Regions from separate parts of the Sus scrofa genome. Here all the other regions are linked to region 3. The links are chromatin contacts, called in public Hi-C and HiChIP or PLAC-seq maps. All regions are on one chromosome and are shown on one strand. Each heading gives the region's core, a stretch centred on a gene start, on an enhancer-like site or on the middle of the called end of the contact. The rest is flanking DNA. Distances are from core to core; before and after follow the strand shown. Region 1 holds the start of ANKRD39 (ankyrin repeat domain-containing protein 39). Region 2 holds the start of CNNM3 (metal transporter CNNM3). Region 3 holds the start of KANSL3 (KAT8 regulatory NSL complex subunit 3).

Evidence for each region. Hi-C and Micro-C count contacts between places; a contact is called where the count stands out from the background. HiChIP or PLAC-seq counts read pairs in DNA pulled down with a chosen protein or histone mark.
Region 1: a contact with region 3 is called in a Hi-C map of liver, with 3 times the contacts expected there. The contact joins the promoter of ANKRD39 here to the promoter of KANSL3 in region 3. A contact is called at or near these places in 1 of 5 promoter capture datasets (fetal liver), 2 of 47 Hi-C or Micro-C datasets (heart right ventricle and liver) and 1 of 2 datasets of contacts at active chromatin or transcription factors (skeletal muscle).
Region 2: an H3K27ac HiChIP or PLAC-seq map of alveolar macrophages shows a contact between it and region 3. The contact joins the promoter of CNNM3 here to the promoter of KANSL3 in region 3. A contact is called at or near these places in 2 of 5 promoter capture datasets (fetal liver and liver), 9 of 47 Hi-C or Micro-C datasets (alveolar macrophages, embryonic fibroblasts, heart right ventricle and 2 more) and 2 of 2 datasets of contacts at active chromatin or transcription factors (alveolar macrophages and skeletal muscle).

What each region holds. Positions count from the first base shown.
Region 1 is chr3:56,761,042-56,763,741 of Sscrofa11.1, reverse strand. It overlaps ANKRD39 (ankyrin repeat domain-containing protein 39), which reads right to left and starts at 1,376. Exons shown (of 4, transcript XM_003124915.4): 1 at 1,185-1,376. The coding sequence starts at 1,284.
Region 2 is chr3:56,810,673-56,813,473 of Sscrofa11.1, reverse strand. CNNM3 (metal transporter CNNM3) reads left to right here and starts at 1,358. Exons shown (of 7, transcript XM_021087264.1): 1 at 1,358-2,801. The coding sequence starts at 1,730.
Region 3 is chr3:56,957,913-56,960,665 of Sscrofa11.1, reverse strand. It overlaps KANSL3 (KAT8 regulatory NSL complex subunit 3), which reads right to left and starts at 1,483. Exons shown (of 23, transcript XM_021087273.1): 1 at 1,141-1,483; 2 at 373-495; 3 at 232-370. The coding sequence starts at 445. FER1L5 (fer-1-like protein 5) reads left to right here and starts at 1,086. Exons shown (of 55, transcript XM_021088398.1): 1 at 1,086-1,121; 2 at 1,366-1,638. The coding sequence starts at 1,086.

The DNA of each region.
Region 1 (2,700 bases), core at 127-2,626, 200 kb after region 3:
GTTGCCATGAGCTGTGGTGTAGGTGACAGACGTGGCTCGGATCTGGCGTTGCTGTGGCTCTGGTGTAGGCCGGCGGCTACAGCTCTGATTGGACCCCTAGCCTGGGAACCTCCATATGCTGCAAGAGCGGCCCTAGAAAGGGCCAAAAAAGAAAAAAAAAAAAAAGAATGAAATAATGTTATCTGCAGCAACATGGATGGATCTAGAAATTACCATACTAAATGAAGTTAGAGGGCAAAAGACAAACATCATATGCTATCACTTATATGTGAAGTCTAAGAAAAAGGAAACAAATGAACTTAATTGCAACAGAAACAGACTCACAGACTTTGAAAAACTTATTGCTACCAGAGGGAGCCAGGAAGGGGTGGACTGGGGGTTTGGGATGGAAATGTAGTGAAATTAGGTTGTGATGATGGTTGTACAACCATAAATATAATAGAAAAAAATTTTAAGTTACTGTTGTTCTAAACCACCCCTCTCCAAATAAAGAGATGGAGGGAACAAGGCAGGTGCAACAGCCACTTAACAGTAAGAGATGGGAATGTCTGTAAAACAGTAGCATCCACCTAACAAATGACTACAGGGTTATTACTGCATAGGCTGCCTCTGATCCGAGATGATACACTGGTTCCCAAGAACCTCACACTATTCCTTACTGGTGACAAAATTTCCATATAGTCTGGGGCAAAAGACTTACCCTGCAGGGCCCACAGGGAGGAATGACATCACCTGCCTCAAGGCCATCTCTGATGCCTTCGGTCCCCAACACATATTTTGCAAGAGGCAGCCCCCCTAGTCTGAAGCTCCATCCCCTCGGGGAGGGTGCAATAACCCAGTTGCAGACTCTGCTGCCTGGCCCATCTCAGGCCCAGAAGCAGGCCTGGGTCTCCCAGGGTCACACCAGTTGAGGATCCGGGCCCCGCTGTCCACGGGGGAAAGTTACTGAAGCCAATGCCTGTTTATAGACCTGTAAGCGAGCCGGTGTTTCTAATGCTAAACTCGCTCCAGGTGACTGGCGGGCTCTCACTACGCGGAAGCGGGGATCCCACGGCCCGCCCAGACTCCGACCAGTCCCCCAGTTGCCTTTCACCCGTGGCCCGAGTTCGCGGCCACCTCCTTTGCCCCGCGGGCCTGGTGAGGCCGGAAGGCCCCGGGCCAGTAGGGTCGTGCGCCCTCCTCACCCCTTTCGAAGTCCATCTCGTCCAGCGTCTGCTGCACGCTGGGCGCTGCGCTGGGGTGGGAGCAGCAGGGGCCCTCCGCGCAGGAACGCGGCGCCGCCATGCCGGCCTCGGCCCCCGCCCACCCGCTGGCGGGTGAGGGCACAGCCACCCGCACAGGCGCAGGCGCGGCCTCGGCGGGCGAGGCGGACGCAGCGCTGCCCACCCGTCGGGTCTGACCACTCGGCGCCGACAGGACCCGCAGGGCAGACCAATCAAGAAGCTGGGGCTGAGCCCGGGAGCCAATCGCGACAGCGGGGCGGGACCCGGGGAGCTGGGCCGCGCAGGCCCTAAGCAGCCACGCGAGGGCGTCCCAGGCTAAGCTGCGGCCGAGGCGAGCCCGCTGGGACCTGGGACCTGACTCCTGGGGAGGGCAGCAGAGCCGACAGGGAGCATTTATGTGGCGACCTCTAGGTTCTCCTAGCCCCAACGGGCTTCCCAGGGCAGGGGTCGCCAAGAGCGCCCCAAGGTCTTACCTCCTCTTTCCTTCACTACTCGGGGCCCAGGAAGACGGCCACTTGAAAGGCTGCGCAACACCCTCCTCGGGCCCCTCCTGCCAATTTCCTGAAACCCGATAGGAGGCAGGTGGTCACAACTTACCTTGTCGGTGGAAGCATGTGCCCCATAGGCCTGAGGGCAGGGACAGGGCCTGGAACCCCTCAACCCCACAGTGGGAACCTAGGTTACTGAATCATCCTGCTTGTATCAAAGCATTCTCTGAGCTGCGGATTACCCACCGTGCAAGAAAGCGTTGCATACGCAAGCAAATAAGATGCCAGCCCTCTCCTACAGCACGATGGCGGCAGCCTGTTCCGGCCACAGCAGTCCCCCAGAGCAGTCAAGGGTACAGAGAACTCTGCACTTTGATTGCCTCTTTTCGGGGGGCACAGAACCTAGGCTGGGCCCTGCATGCTCCGCCCCCATAGGACAGGGGCTTGGTGTGCAGGGGTGGCAGAGGGGAAAATTTCCTCTTTCAGGTACTTACATTCAAGATTGGCATTCCCAGTGGATAAGCAATGAGATCCTGCTGTATAGTACAGGGGACTATATCCAATCACTTGTGATGAAACATGATGGAGGATAATGTGAGAAAAAGAATGTGTGTGGTGAGGAGGGAGAGACTGGATAACTTTGCTGTACAGTAGAAATTGACAGAACATTGTAGATCAACTATAATAGAAAAAATAAAAATCTTTTAAAAAATACAAAATACGTTAAAAAAAAAACAAACTAGCATTCCCCAAGTGTAGGGCTCGAAGTAATCTCTCCTGCCCCAAGCTGGCTGGGAGCCTCACCCTCGCACAAGCTAGTCCACACAACCTTAAACTGCTTCTAGAAAGTTCCCCTCCTCCCACCCTCACTCCCACTTCCCCCTCCCAGAGTTCTGGGAGGCCAGGCCCCTCCTCCCCTCCTGCCCTGACTTCTCCCTATGGCCAGAAGCCAAGGCTGGCTCCCCAGAGGCTGTGGCCCTGGTCTGGTG
Region 2 (2,801 bases), core at 109-2,608, 150 kb after region 3:
CAAAGAATGGTGCAGAGCCAGGGAAGAAGGAAGCTGGTGAAGGTGTGTGCTGGGGCCTCTATTCACAGGAAATCTCTCCCTGAGCAGCTTGGCTTGCCCTCTACTGGATCCTTTGTCTTTGTGTCTCACAGTTTAAATCGCCCTTTGTGTTTTCCAAGTGTGATCCAAGTTTTCAAAAGTTTTCTTCTACCGAAAGGTCTTCTTCCCCCCAGAATAAGTTATAGGTTGTTTTCTAAGGGAGCCAGAGACTAAGGGAAAAGTTACTTGTCAAAGGTCAGAGCCCTGTCTAGATGCACTAGGCATTTTCCCCATCTTGCCTCTGGAAGTGTTCTTTGTGAGTTAACTTTTCAGGCACATGACTCACTTCAAGCCTGTCATCCATTCTCACTGTGTCAGCATTTTCTCTGGACTGGGGGACAGAAGTGTGAACCAAAGGGGTTGAGTTTATTTCCTTTTTCCAAAAGAAGTGTGCCAGTCCAGTGGAAAAGCTCAGTAGTATTATTGCTTCTTCTGGCGGCTTATTCTGAAAATTCTCACACAGTATTTCTGTTGGTTTACTCAATTTTGCATATTACCTTCCACACCAACGTTATTTTACTTAATTGCAGCCACAGTGCCTCACTTACTTATATTATTTTCAGAACATAGCAATGTGTTTCTATAGAATCCTCGTAAAGACTATTTAAAATGACATGTATATGGATGGTCTTATCACAGTCTACTGTGTTAGGAAATTTGATAATACAAATGTAAAGAAAATCTCTTAAAAAGCCCTTTTTTCTCCACACCTATAGAGAAGTCTTGTTAGCAGTCTGTATGTTTCCTTCCAACCAGGTCAAGATGACATTATAATGGGCTGAGGAACACTTGTTTGTCTTTAGGAATTATTTTCCCAAGAATGATCTGCTAGAAGTGGGACGACCAGGTACAGTAATTCCTGACAGAGCTGCCATCTCCTAAAGCGGCTAGGATGGTGAACAGGGTACTAGGCTGGTCGCATTGGAGCCCGATATCTGTGCCAAGTCGAGTCCTACTTTTCTCCCGTGCAATATATTAATAACACGAAGTAGCTGCAAGGATCCAAAGAGGTAGTGATTTCGTGTGTTTATCTATTTACTGTCGTTCTTCCTGGCAAGAATGCAAGTTCCTTTTAAAACAGGGGTTGTGTGTCACAACCCAGACCAATAGCAGAGTCGGGAGCAATCACACGTCTTCAATAAACCTTAGCTTCCGAAGCCTAGTCACCAGTTCTTTAAGCCCTCCTTGCCCTTTAGGTCTGTGGTTCACGGGGCGCTTTCTGAGAAAACTGCCCATCTCCCATTCGCTGAAGTCTCTGCCTGCAATTTCAGGAGCGCCACTCCGCTCTGAGGCCCGAATCCTGAGCCAGGCACTTCCCAGAGCCCGGACCGGCCTCCGGGTGCGCGGGGATGGCCGGGGGAAACCAGACGTCCGCTGATGGGGGCCAGCTCTCCGCTCCGCGTCCTCCCGGAGCCGGCCAGCCCCAGCCCAGGGAGCCGCGGTGTAGCCCCGCGGGGCCTAGAGCCCCACGCCCCCGGCCCGCCCCAGGATCGCGCCGCCGCTTGTTTACTCCCCGGCGCAGCCTAGTCCGACCCTGGGGCCCGCCCCCGCCTGCCGCCTATTGGTGGAGGAAGCGCCAGGGCCGGCGATAATTGGCCCGGGGGAGGCGGAGGGGTAGGCTGCGCGGGAGGCCGAGAGGGGGCAGCAGGCGATGGCGGCGGCAACGGCGGGTCGGCTAGGCTGGTTGCTCGCCGCGTTCTGCCTGGGCAACGCCGCCGCGGAGGCGGCTCCGGGTCCTCGAGTGCTGGGCGTCTGTCTGGAAGAGGACGGAGCGGCAGGCACGGGGTGGGCGCGAGGAGAGGAGGTGCGGACTGCTCCGGAGGCCACCTTCCGCTTGCGCCTCTTCGGGTCGGGCTTAGCCAACAGCTCCTGGTCCTGGGTGGCCCCCGAGGGGGCGGGCTGCCCAGAGGGCGGGCCGGTCGCAGCTCCAGACGAGGCAGCGGCCCCCACGGGCGAGTGGCGTGCGCTGCTGCGCCTGCGCGCGGAGGCCGCGCATCCGCACTCCGCGCGGCTGGCAGTGCGTGGGGAGCCGGGCGGCGCGGCGGCCCCCACGGGCGAGTGGCGTGCGCTGCTGCGTCTGCGCTCTGAGTCCGCGCACCCGCACTCGGCGCTGTTAGCCGTGCGTGTAGAGCCGGGCGGCGAGGCGGCCGAGGAGGCGGCCCCGCCCTGGGCAGTGGGTCTGGGGGCGGCGGGGTTGCTGGCGCTGGCGGCTCTGGCGCGGGGCCTGCAGCTGAGCGCCCTGGCGCTGGCGCCGGCCGAAGTGCAGGTGCTGCGCGAGAGCGGCTCGGAGGCGGAGCGTGCGGCGGCGCGGCGTCTGGAGCCCTCAAGACGCTGGGCCGGCTGCGCCCTCGGGGCGCTGCTGCTGCTGGCTAGCCTGGCTCAGGCTGCGCTGGCGGTGCTACTGTACCGCGCGGCTGGCCAGCGCGCCGTGCCCGCCGTGCTGGGCAGCGCGGGGCTCTTGTTCCTGGTGGGCGAGGTGGTGCCGGCTGCCGTGAGCGGGCGCTGGACGTTGGCGCTGGCGCCGCGCGCTCTTATCCTCAGCCGCTTGGCGGTGCTGCTCACTCTGCCCGTGGCGCTCCCGGTGGGCCAGCTGCTGGAACTAGCCGCGCGGCCTGGGCGGCTGCGGGAGCGCGTGCTGGAGCTGGCGCGCGGCGGTGGCGACCCCTACAGCGATCTCAGCAAGGGCGTGCTGCCCTGCCGGACCGTGGAGGACGTGCTCACGC
Region 3 (2,753 bases), core at 234-2,733:
CAGTAGGCTGTTTGCCTTCCTTTGAATATCTTGCCTTCCTAACTCATTAGATGTCCTGAATGCAAGATGTCTACATACAGGCCTATCTGCTCGCTGCTTAACAGCAACGCCTGAATTTAACATCCAAGCCCCTCAGACAATCTCCCACAATAAAATCCTCTTTAATCCCCACCATCTGTTCCCTGTCCAATTAGGGCAATGGCAGCCCTTAAGAAAGAAGCCCAAACTCACATGGTACTTTCGTGCTGCCTCCGGGGAGTAACAAAGAGCATGCGGGTGGGGCGGGCACTACTGGCATCTGGGTGGGCACTCCAAGGCTTGGCATAGCTATGGTCCAGAAACACTAGGTCCAGCTCCCGCTCATGCACGAAAGCTGGAAGAGCAACGAGGTGCCCATGCGCCGCGCTGAGGTCTGGAAGTCCCTCTCCCCACCTCGGTGGGCCATGTCAGAAGAAGGGCAGCAGGTCAGAGAATGGCTATCTGCATGCTAGTCACCTGCAGTGAAAAGTTTCAGTTTTAGTCAATTCAGATGCTCTGAATCTCTTGCAGCCTATACTATCTAATGTGCTTACTTTTTTGACCTTCTATCATGTATAACTGAGGATCCATCAAATCACAGACCCTTGCCCATGTAGGGAGCGCTCCTAAGAGTCCTCAAAAGGCTATGGCACCATCTTCCTCTTCAATTTCTACAAAATTCGGTTCATTGGGAAGCTGAGGGACTCCAAGGTCTCACATGGACAAATACTAAATTTGCTTGGCCAGCATCAGTTTCCCCTGTGGCTGGCATGGGTTTGGGCAAACAAGAGGAATCAAAAATATTGATTCTTCCAAAGCTAAGGGTCTCCAGCTTCACACTATTCCCGGAAGCTTCACTGGGCCGCCTCCAGTCACAAAATAAGAGCATCCTGGGTAACAGCTGGGCAACGTGGGCTCCAAGGAGGCCCTCGAGGTCCCTTGTCTACGTTAAGCAAAAGTTTTGCAACTACTTCATAACGCTCTGGAGTTTTAAGACACAGACGAGAGCTCCTTCTCAAAGCCTGTAACAAAATGCTAAGCCAGGAAGACCCCCCCCCTCACCGTAGATGGGGTGGTCCCCCAGGAACGGCCCGCTACTCCAGGTACCCCGGGGGGTCCCACCCTTGAGCCTCAAAACCGCCACAGCTGGCAGGCAGGGCTTGTAATTCACACTTTACAGACGAAGGCGCCAGCTCAAGGAGACGGAGTGAATTGGCCAAGGTCACCGAGAGTTCGCGACGAGGAGGAGCCGCCAGGAACCCGCCTCCCGCCGGCCCGGGCCCAGCTCAGCTCCCGCGTCACGGCAACCCCAGTCCGCCCCCTGCCCCACACGGCCGTCTGACCCAGGCCGCCCGGGCCCCGGGCTCCAGCCCCCTGTCCCCGCATGACCGGAGAGTCCGGAGGTTCTCGCTGAGACCCCCGCCCGCCAGACCAGCGCCGCCACCGCCGGGGCCCGCCACCCCCTGCCAGGGCCGCGCCTCCCCTCACCCGCAGTCGTCGCGCCGCGCGCTCGGCCCGGGCCGGATCCCAGCGCGCGTGCGCGTTACCGCCTCCTCGCCCCGGAGCTCCGGGCACAGAGCGAAACGCGGAAGCGGATCACGGCCTGGGAAGGGAGGGGCGGTGAGCTGCAAAACCGGGAGAGGATGTAACTGCGCGGGAAGAGGAGCCCCGGGAACGCGTGCGGGTCTCTGCCGCTCACAGCGCGGAATTCCGAGTTTCGGCCTTCTGCATCTTCAGCAGGGAAAGCGAGGGCGAGAGAGGAGGCTGGCTTCTGCAGCGTCCGTTCTCAGTGACCGCCACGGTTGCTTTGCCAGGTCCCTAGCCAGGGCTGGGAGGGCGTGCAACCTACTTTCCGCTTCTCCCAGATCAGTCCCACCTAAGCGTGCAGTATTTACTTCAAATACTGTGCGCCTGAAACTAGCACAATGTTGTAAAGCAACTATACTTAAATGTAAAAAAAAGTTAGGAATTCCCTTGCGGCGAAGCGGGTTAAAGATCCGACGTTGTCACTGCAGCTGATCCGGTACTACTGTGGCGTGTGTTCCATCCCTGGCCAGGGGAACTTCTATGTGCCATGGGTGCGGCCAAAAAAAAAAAAAAAGAAGAAGAAGAAGAGATCACTTAAGCAACAACCACAATAAAAATAAGTGCGAAAATAAAAGAAGTGCTGTGTGCCTTAAACTGCTCTAAAAAATATATTAAACAATAGAATAAAAGAAAAATTTATCCAGGGCTTTGCGTAGATGTGTCCAGATCGCCCTAAGCAGTGCTGCTTAGACCTGGAGGTTTGGAATCTCAGCTCCTGCACCTAACTCCCTGCTTTTATGACCCCAGTGAGATCTCAGTGTACCCTCTTCATCTCTGAAAGTGCAAATACTTACTCACTGGGTGGCGGAGAGAATGATAAGAACAGAAATTTATAGAAAAAGATTTCCAGAGTGGGAATATGAGTGGAATCATGAAGATGAAGTCACCTAAGTTTGGGCTGAAAGGACCAGGCCACTGCAGAGAGATTGGAAAGGTTGCTAAGGACCTACAGAGAGAGAGTGAATGGACCAATTACAGCCCAACACCACTTTCTTTGGCCTACACGCTACTTTTTTAAAATTTTATTTCATCGCAAATATGTATTTAATTATTTACTGCAAATATTTAAATTTGGGAGATTTCATGCAAAAATCCAGATATACAGATCTCTTAAAAAATTGGAGACTGTGGCAGCACTGGACTCATGT